Regions from separate parts of the Dromaius novaehollandiae genome. Here region 1 is linked to region 2. A link is a contact called in public Hi-C data. All regions are on one chromosome and are shown on one strand. The core of a region is the stretch at or near the end of the contact, and the rest is flanking DNA. Distances in the headings are between cores, read along the strand shown. Region 1 has its middle 130 kb from the start of ADAMTS20. Region 2 holds the start of PRICKLE1 (prickle planar cell polarity protein 1).

What was found. Hi-C and Micro-C count contacts between places; a contact is called where the count stands out from the background.
Region 1: a contact with region 2 is called in a Hi-C map of brain, with 2.5 times the contacts expected there. The contact joins the enhancer-like site here to the promoter of PRICKLE1 in region 2. A contact is called at or near these places in 2 of 4 Hi-C or Micro-C datasets (brain and ovary).

The regions. Positions count from the first base shown.
Region 1 is chr1:29,682,020-29,686,267 of bDroNov1.hap1, forward strand. No RefSeq gene overlaps it. Among named protein-coding and RNA genes, the nearest start is that of ADAMTS20, 130 kb to the right of the region's middle. Within about 2 kb of position 1,627, at least 1 of the 2 cell types and tissues checked has open chromatin away from gene starts, as enhancers often do.
Region 2 is chr1:29,471,756-29,475,999 of bDroNov1.hap1, forward strand. PRICKLE1 (prickle planar cell polarity protein 1) reads right to left here and starts at 2,866. Exons shown (of 8, transcript XM_064507942.1): 1 at 2,509-2,866. The coding sequence starts at 2,793.

The DNA.
Region 1 (4,248 bases), core at 377-2,876, 210 kb after region 2:
TGATTTCCAATTAGTTTGCCAGTAGGCATCTACGAAATGTTCCTCTTATTAACGAACTATATCAGCCCGAAGAGTGTTTTGCAGAGTCTTGTCAGGATGTAGCCAAGTTTCGTGTCTGGTAAAGCTGGAAAACAAACAAACAAATAAAGGAAGAAAAGCTCTGACTGGCTCTGTGTTGAGTTTTCACCCAAGGACATGATCGTTTTTCTCCCCAGTGAAGCTCTCATGTCGCTCTGCTGTCAGATTAGAAGAATCATGGTGGAGCCCTTTTTTCTAAACACCAGCGTGCCAGTGTTTAGACAAGGGGAATACACTTCTGGTCACGGTTTTCATTTCCTGGATTAAGACAGGCAGAAAAATGTGGTTTGTCAGTATAAATCATCTTTGGTGTTGTTCTGTGTTAAAAGGTGAGTAAACTTAAAATATCAGCCAGCCTGCTGTGTCTAGAATTCAAAGGATAAACACTGGCTCCTTCCCATCCCGCCTGACCCCTTGGCCCAACCCCAGGAAAACTCAACCTTCCTGCTGGCCAGGCTGGCCTCTAAGGCCATTGTCCCAGCAGAGCGTCCCTCATGCATTATGCACTGCCAGATCTGGACTTCCCAAGATCCTTCTTAGCCCCTCGGAAAGGACACTTAAGCCAGGGAGCAGGAGCTACAGGAAACGCATGGGAAGAGCTGCCGGCGGGGAGGCACTCCAGCTGTAGTCACAGCGGGACAAGGTTTCCCCTTACCCGTGCTGCTGTCCCAGGCCATGCAGGGGCCTCGTCACAGCATTTAGGGCTTGTGTACTGAGGTTATACACTAGATCCAGGACGCTGGCTTTGCTGAGCCTCGTCACTTCAGGGCCATGGCCTGCGATAAGAACATTGTCCATAAGCAAGAAGGGGAGGAAGAAGACAATGGCCAAAGCCACTGGCAAACGGGTTTGTGTGGAGCTGTAAGAAATCCCCTGGAACCAGCCCAGGGCTGTGTGTGAGTCCCTTTCAGGAGATTCCTCTGAGCCCTGGAAAATGTGTCTTGCGTTTCCAAGCAAATCACTGTGAAAGTAACACTTTAAAGAGCTGGCTGTAACACGGGCCGTGATCCAGGCAGAGAGCACAGCAGAAGAATTTTAGATTGAGAGACTCACAGCATATATTTTTGCACACAAGGCTGTTTAGAAAGGCTGTTGGTTCTCAAATCTGGAAATACAGCTTCTGCTTTTAGCTTTTCTACCTGCTGCCTGCCAGCCGCAAGGAGCATGCAGGTCACAGCTGAAAGCCCTCAGCAGCTTGCTGGTGCTGTGACTGAACTGCGCCTCCTGAATCGTCGTGGTCCGAACTGTAAAGCGTGTCCTATATTCAAAAGTTAATAAAGCAAATATCAGTTGACAGGCAATGAGAGGTTCATGTCACATCAGCCAGCAAGACAGGCAAATGCAGACACGTGCACGCAGAAAACGCCGCTCAGTCGACGACAACTGTGGTTTTGTGCGTGGCAGTCAGTGGCGCTCGCACCCCGCGAGGCTCGCGCCTGCCAAGGGGCTCCTGGCACTGCGAGCTTGACTCGCCGTGCGCTAGACGGTCTGCTGGGCTCTTCTCGGCATCCTCCTCCTGGCACCAGCACTGTGATTAACAGCTCGGCCAGGCCGAGCCGAGGGGCCTCTTGATAAATTCAGTGCTTTAGAACAAAGCCATCATTCTCTTGAGCAGTTTAATGTGTCATAATGAACTGAAATAAGGCAGAATGTAAAGGCAGGGAGATACAGGCTCTCTGCTGGAAAGCAAAGTCATTAAAAATAATGAGCAGTCTTTCACTTCCTTCTTTTTATTAACTTTCTGCAGAGGACAACCTGGCACTTTATTTTTAACACAGTCTCCACTTTACTAATATCCATTAGACAGATGGCTAAAATTTTTCCATAACATGCTCCACAATATTTAGAAAAACAGAGTAAGAAAAGCCTTTAAGCCCCCCCCCCCCCCCAGTTCTTCTTCTTTGTGCTTCTTAGTCGATTTTTTTCTGTAATCATTCCTCTGAATTTAATTCAGAACGCACTCCGTGGTGCTCATGTAAAAAGAAGTGCACAAAGGTGTCATATCCAGGAGAGTCTGGAACATCCGTGTATCAATTATAATTAACCATTAAGGTAAATTTGCATGAATGAAGTTTTGCAGGCTCTTCCTTGGCAGGGCCCCCATGGAGGCTTGTGTCAGGCGGGTGCCAGGACCGGCCGAGCACTGCGCAGCTCGGGCTGTTGGTAAAGTGGCTGCCCGGGCCTGTGTCCCCCACCCTTAGAAACGCCCATGTAACAGAATCCAGGCTTATTAATTGCTCCATTTCTCTTCCCCCTATAATCAGAGAAACGTCCAGCCTCTGCTGTGGACTCAACAGCCGCTGCTGCCCCCATTCCCCGGGCCAATGCTCCAGCCAGGCTTCTCCGTCCCCACCATCATTTAGGCATTTAGTGTAGCGATTGCCATTTATAGACACCAAAGTGCTAAATACGGTAAAGATTAAGCCTGGTTACAAGCAGCATTAAAATGTGCCATTAATATAATCAGACATGTGGCTCAAATTATTGCCGCAGATCTTAAGAGCTGTAGAGGAGGATTTAGGCTTCTAATTTATGCTCATAACTTGTCTTCGCTGCAGCTCTAAGCTGTAAGTTTTGTTTATTGCCGCGATCCTACCACCCGTGATAGGGCCTCCTGGGCTCCTAAAGCCCAGACCAGCTCGGCAGCCTCCCTTGGGCGAGAAAAATCCCTGCCGTTCCCTTGAGCCCGGCTGTCACATTCTCCGGCATTACCCCAGCATCCAGACATGGTGCGTACGTGCTGGGACTGCAAAAGCTTGCAACCAGGCCACGACAGAAAACTTGAGAAGGGTGTGAGATAAACTGAATGTAACATCAGAATAAATAAGCAACACGTGTCCATGCGATCTGGCAAGGGGGTAGGCAGGGAGCTGGCTGGAGACGCACAGCAGCATCGCACAGCCCTGAGCTACCTGCTCATTAATGTCTGAAGCTCGAGATGAGCCTGGGAGCCTGGGCACAATTTGCAAACAAAGCCGCGAACAGCACCTCGGCACTCCCGAGCATGCGACGTGCACAGCCTTAACGGCAGGCTGGCGGGGGTCTCACCCACCATTGTGTTCAGATAAGTGATCAAAATGATATGCCTGCCCTGAGATTTCTGCCCGAAAGCAAAAACTGAGTGGCTGATGACCACGCTTACGCAGAGGACTCCACCTTCTTTTTCCTCCCTGTGACTTGTCAGCTCCGGTGTACCGTACCGGCCCCGGGTCGTATTGCAAACTGATTAGCTCAGCGGGAGTAACTGGCTGTCCCTAGCCTCTCTCTTCGGACACATCTGTGAGCAGACTGTGGTCGCCGCTTGAGCAAGGACATGGTCCGTTCTCAGCAGAAGGAGCACACCGTGAAGTCAGCGGAGGGAATCATGCACGTTCTTCCAACGTGCCTGTCCTGGCTGATGTCTGCCTCCAGCGGAGCTACGTGCCCACAGCTGGGTCTGCTCAGGTCTCACGGTCAGTGGCAGTTTTGAGCTACATCCCTGCCTTTGCCCAGCTCGAGCCCGACCTCGGCCCCTTGGACACTGCTGCCAACACTGCGGAGAGACAACACCAGGCTGGGGACAAGCACTGCCTTGGAGTAAAGGGGCGAATGGGGGCAGCCTGAACTGTGGTGCTGCTGAGACAAATGTCCCTCTAATGATGGCCACCCTGTGGATAGAGATGTGTCTTTTAAGTATCTGCAGTCCTTTTGATCTGGTGGTTCCCACCACTGCTGGAGACTTGTAGCCCTGGGAGAGCCCAAGGGAGGGAGCTTTCGCAGCTCACAGCCCAGGCTCTTAACAAGCCCAAAGCAAGCGCTGGGCAATGACGGCTCTCAAGTCATTGCTTTCCAGCCCAGCTTGTTTTTACTCCTCCTCCAACATTAAACAAAACCCACATATTCCATCAGAAAAATTCCCACCATTGGTCCCAATGTTTTATCCGAAAGAAATCAATATAGCATACTCATATGTGGCCGCAGCGTTCTCCATCATTCACATTTACCATGTTAGTCTGGAGCTACATGGCTGTCACAAAGCCTAGCATTAATTGCAAAATAAATAAAAGTTTAACTCTGGGTTGGTTGCAAATATTTGGACTCAAGCTGTGTTTCTCAGTTGTAACTGATAAAATGCGTGCTGTCTTTTCCATCAAGGAAGGTCTGGTGACTTTTCCAGGTTACTTTGTGGTG
Region 2 (4,244 bases), core at 1,616-4,115:
AGAGATCTTCTTGTTATAAAAATAAAACACAACTGTTACAGAGTATGTTCTTTTATAACCCTATAGACAACAGTAATGATCTTTTTACTTAGGACAACCTAGTGGTGAAAAACAGAAACAAAACACAGCTTGTTTGTTTGTTTTAAATGGACTCCACCACTGCACATATAATTAACTCTGGAATGCACAAGACATAGTATCCAAGCAAACAGAGCCTTTAAATGTAAGTGCAGCTCTTAATCTGCTTTGTTAGAAGTTCTGTAGAGCAACCATTGACAGTACATTATGCAAGATCCATATTACAAAGAAGGACTTTTAGACTAGGATACAAAGACTGGAACATTACAAAGGGTCAAAGCAATCTGCAAAGATAAAATACGAATCAATTCCATTCAAATTATTCCATAAAATGTAGACAGCAATTAGCATAGAAAAGTTTCACAGGAAAACAATGACAAAGTAAAAGCCATCTGATTTTCATATGCTAATTAATTAAATATGCCAAATTCATTTAATCTCTTATTGTAACCATAGGGGGAGACAGACCAAACTCAAAGTTCTGAAAAGCCAGGTCATTAGCATGCCAAGTCATTCTTCAGATCTCCCGCTTACATACAGATTTACATTCCCAACTTATTATATATGTAAGTAAAACCTGGCTTCCCTCCCTCCAATTTCTCCTTCTTTGGAAGACACTTGCTATTTCTACTCAACTACTCTAAATGTCTTATTAAATGTTATAATGAACTAGTTTGCTGGGGGGGGGGGGGGGGGGGGAGAGGATAGAAGCTGTTTTTCCAAAAGCCTAAGTTACATGTTTTAGTGTCCCTAAAATGTAGAATAAACTAGTCGAGAATGAGATTAAAAACATTCTTGCACATGTGCATGAAAATCCATGCATAGTTTGTAGCCTTTTGCTTTAAGTTCAGATGACATTTTCTAGCCATTTCTTGCCTTTCTAAACAAGAAAAGGATTCTGATGTTTATGTAAGGTTCTTCTTGCTTAAAAAAAACTTAAATTGAAACAAGATTTTTTTAAAAAACAATTACCTTCTTCAGAGTTATCATACTACAGGATATTAGGAAAAAACAGACTCCTGTTGCTTTTACTCACATCTGACTCCAATCTTAATAGTTTAGCTATTAACCCTGTAAGGTCCCCCACATACACACCTTGTCCAGTTTATGTTAAAATTTTTATATGACCGATCTGGGCTTACTCATTACAGAACCTTTTGTTATACAGAAAGAGAGCGGTTTCATGGACCTTGGTTTACAGGACGCAATTAACCATTTTGTTGTCAAGAACTGAACCAGGTTCTGCTGTGAGAAATGAGAATCTGTCACTGCACAAGAGCAACTGCTTTCCTTCTTTCCTCTACCCTTCATTCCCTTTCCAGACCTGCTCTGACGACTATTGGCTCAGTGACATTTTGGGATGAAAATCTGGCCAGTACAATACATCTGCGCTGTAAAGACATAATACAAATAACAATATTTCCTCCACTAGTTAACCAGAAGTGAAGGGGGGAAAGAACGTTCTGCTAGAAAATCTCAACAGTCACTCTGAGCTCGCCATAGCAAAACAGGCAGTTTAACCCAAGGATCACATTTACCAGCTAAATAACAACAACAGCGAACTTTCCTAGCAGTAACGCTAGCCATTTATTTTTGACACCTTTTAGGCTTTAACATGCAGGGAATATGCATTGTTAACTTTTAAATCCTCTGTATAAACATTTCTCAGGCAGCTTGTAGAACATCCCCCACCGTGTTTCCTGGCTCTCCGGCTGACGCATTTAGGAGCGGCGGTGCTGGGGGGGCGCTTTATTTGGCTTTCCCCAGCCGCCCTCGGGGCGCACGGGCAGATCCCCCCCGTCCCAGGCCAGACCCGCGGCCCGGCCCGCAACGCGGGCGGGCTGGACTCGGCCCGCCACCAAGATAAATGGTGGCTGCTGAAGTCTGAAGCCCCCCGGTGGGGACAAATATTGTTCGAGAAGAGGCTGAATATTCATCGCCCTTCCAGGCCTCTCTGAATTGAGGAGAGAGAAAGGAGAAGAGATACTTGGGCTGTGTCAGTGCCGCGTTTCGGCCGCCCCTCCCCGGCTGTCACGGCACGGCACCCCGCAGCCGCGCTCACACGACGCAGCCTGGGAGCAACCCGCACCGCGAGGGATGGCGACGCCGGGCCACCCCCGCCCCGACACCGGGCGCAGCCGCCTCGCAGGGGCCCGAGCACTGACACCCCGCCGGGGGCGGCGGCGGCGCGGAGGCTCCGCGGACGGAACCAGCTGCCTCCGGGCGGCTGAGCCCGCGCACCGGGCGTCGCCAGACCCAGCGGCTCGGCGCCCCAGGTCCGGCCGCTCCCCGCCCGCGTCCCGGCGCCTTAACGCCCCGCGGGGCGCCCGCCCCGGCGCCGCCAGCGGTTGATCCCCGCGCGCGCGGGGCCAGCGCCGCCGCCAGCCTCGCAGATGCCCCCCAGGGGCGGAGAGCGGAGCCGCCACTTACCCTCCCCGCAGCAGGGTGAGCCGCGGCGACGTACTCCCAGCGCGGGGGCGGCGGTGACAGCCCGCGAGGCAGGTATCCCCGGCCCCGCGCCGCGCTCCCCGCAGGACTCAGCGCGGGCCGGCGACGCTCATCGCCGCGGAGGCGACCCGCCGCCCAGCCGCCGCCCGCCCGCCCGCCCAGCAGGCAGCCTCCGTCGCCCAGCGCGCCCGCCCGCGAGTGGCCGAGCCTTGCGCCCGCTCCCCTCCCTAATGGGAGTCCGGCGCTCCGAGCCCGGGACAGCGACATGCGGGTTCCGCGGCGCCCATTGGCTGCCGCCGGCCGCACTCGCCAATCGCCGGCGGGCTGGGGCTGCCGGCAGCTCGCAAAACCCGGCGGGGCGGAGCAGCTGGGGCAGGGGCGGGGCAGCTGGCGCAGGGGCGGGGCGTGGGCGGTGGGCGGTGGGCGCCGCGCGCCGCGGCGGTTGGGCGACGGTTGGGAGGGGCGGGCGGCGGCGCGAGGGGGCCCGGCGGGCGAGCGGGAGGGGCGCTGCCCGGCGTCTGAAGTTCACCGAGGCAGGGCAAAAGTCCCGCGAGCACCCGTCGCCCCTCGTTCTGAGGCTTTTTTAACGATGCAGAAAGGTTGGAGACCAGGAAGAGGAAGAGGGAACCTCCCTCTTTCAATTTCCCGTGATCAAACAGAGCTCTGAAGCCAATTACTCTGCTCCTTGCCTCCAGCTCCTGCTGAGGGAGCGGAGAGGGAGAGTTAATTAAAAACTTTTTCCACTGATCTGTGCAGAGATGGGCGACGGAGCCTGCTCTGGGTGTGGGCCCTGTTTGTGTTAATGGGACAGAGATACGCGTCTGGCTCGGCCTGGGGCGCTGCTCGGGGAGGAAGGAGGTGTGGGGGGCGGCCGCCCTCGCCCTCGTGGCTGCGGCGAGGTGGCAGCTGCCAGGCCTCAAAAAAGCTCCGGAAACCTTGCGGGGTGGGCACTGCCAAAGCACAGCACCCCGGCATTAACATAAAGAAAATACAAAAGCAATGTCGTATTCATTAAAGGGATACTTAAGTAACTGGGCGTGCATTTAAATCTCATCCCTGATATTGTTAGTGCTTCTGGTATCTGTTTAAACCATTGAAATTCACAGTGGCAGCTCTTCTCACCTCATGCAGTTTAAGCAATAAAGATCGAGCTGCTGGTTCATGAGTTAATGATACCGCAAAAGAATGGTCTCGCAATATTAAAATCCTATATGAAAAACATTTTAATTAAAGAAAAAGATGAATATCAATGAAAATGTTTTACTTAACATTATATAGGTGCAAACTGAAGGATAGGATAATGTTGACCAGACTGACCTCTAAATTATCACAAACTCTTCCCATCCGGTAAAACAAATGTGTTTGGAACCATGAAAGCTTAATATAAAGCTGAAATGTGGGTTATTATCTGGCAATGTCTATATTGATTCTCTAAACAAGAAATTATTTGAGATTAGGAAATGGCAAAATTCCCTTCATGTTTTCAACCGCATTGAGTTTCCTGTATTAGGAGAGTATTTTATCTAGAATTAGGTCTTGTCAAAATCATCTTTCTGTATCTGAAAAAGTGAAAATATAGCACTTCACAAGAAACAACTTTAGACTACAACCCTAGGCTACAACTTTATTACAGGCAAGAACGTTAAACCTACTTATGATCTTAAAAGTTTCAGCTGCTTTTCTAACCCTTTGTGTTCTGCTTTTCTGTTTCCTTGTCT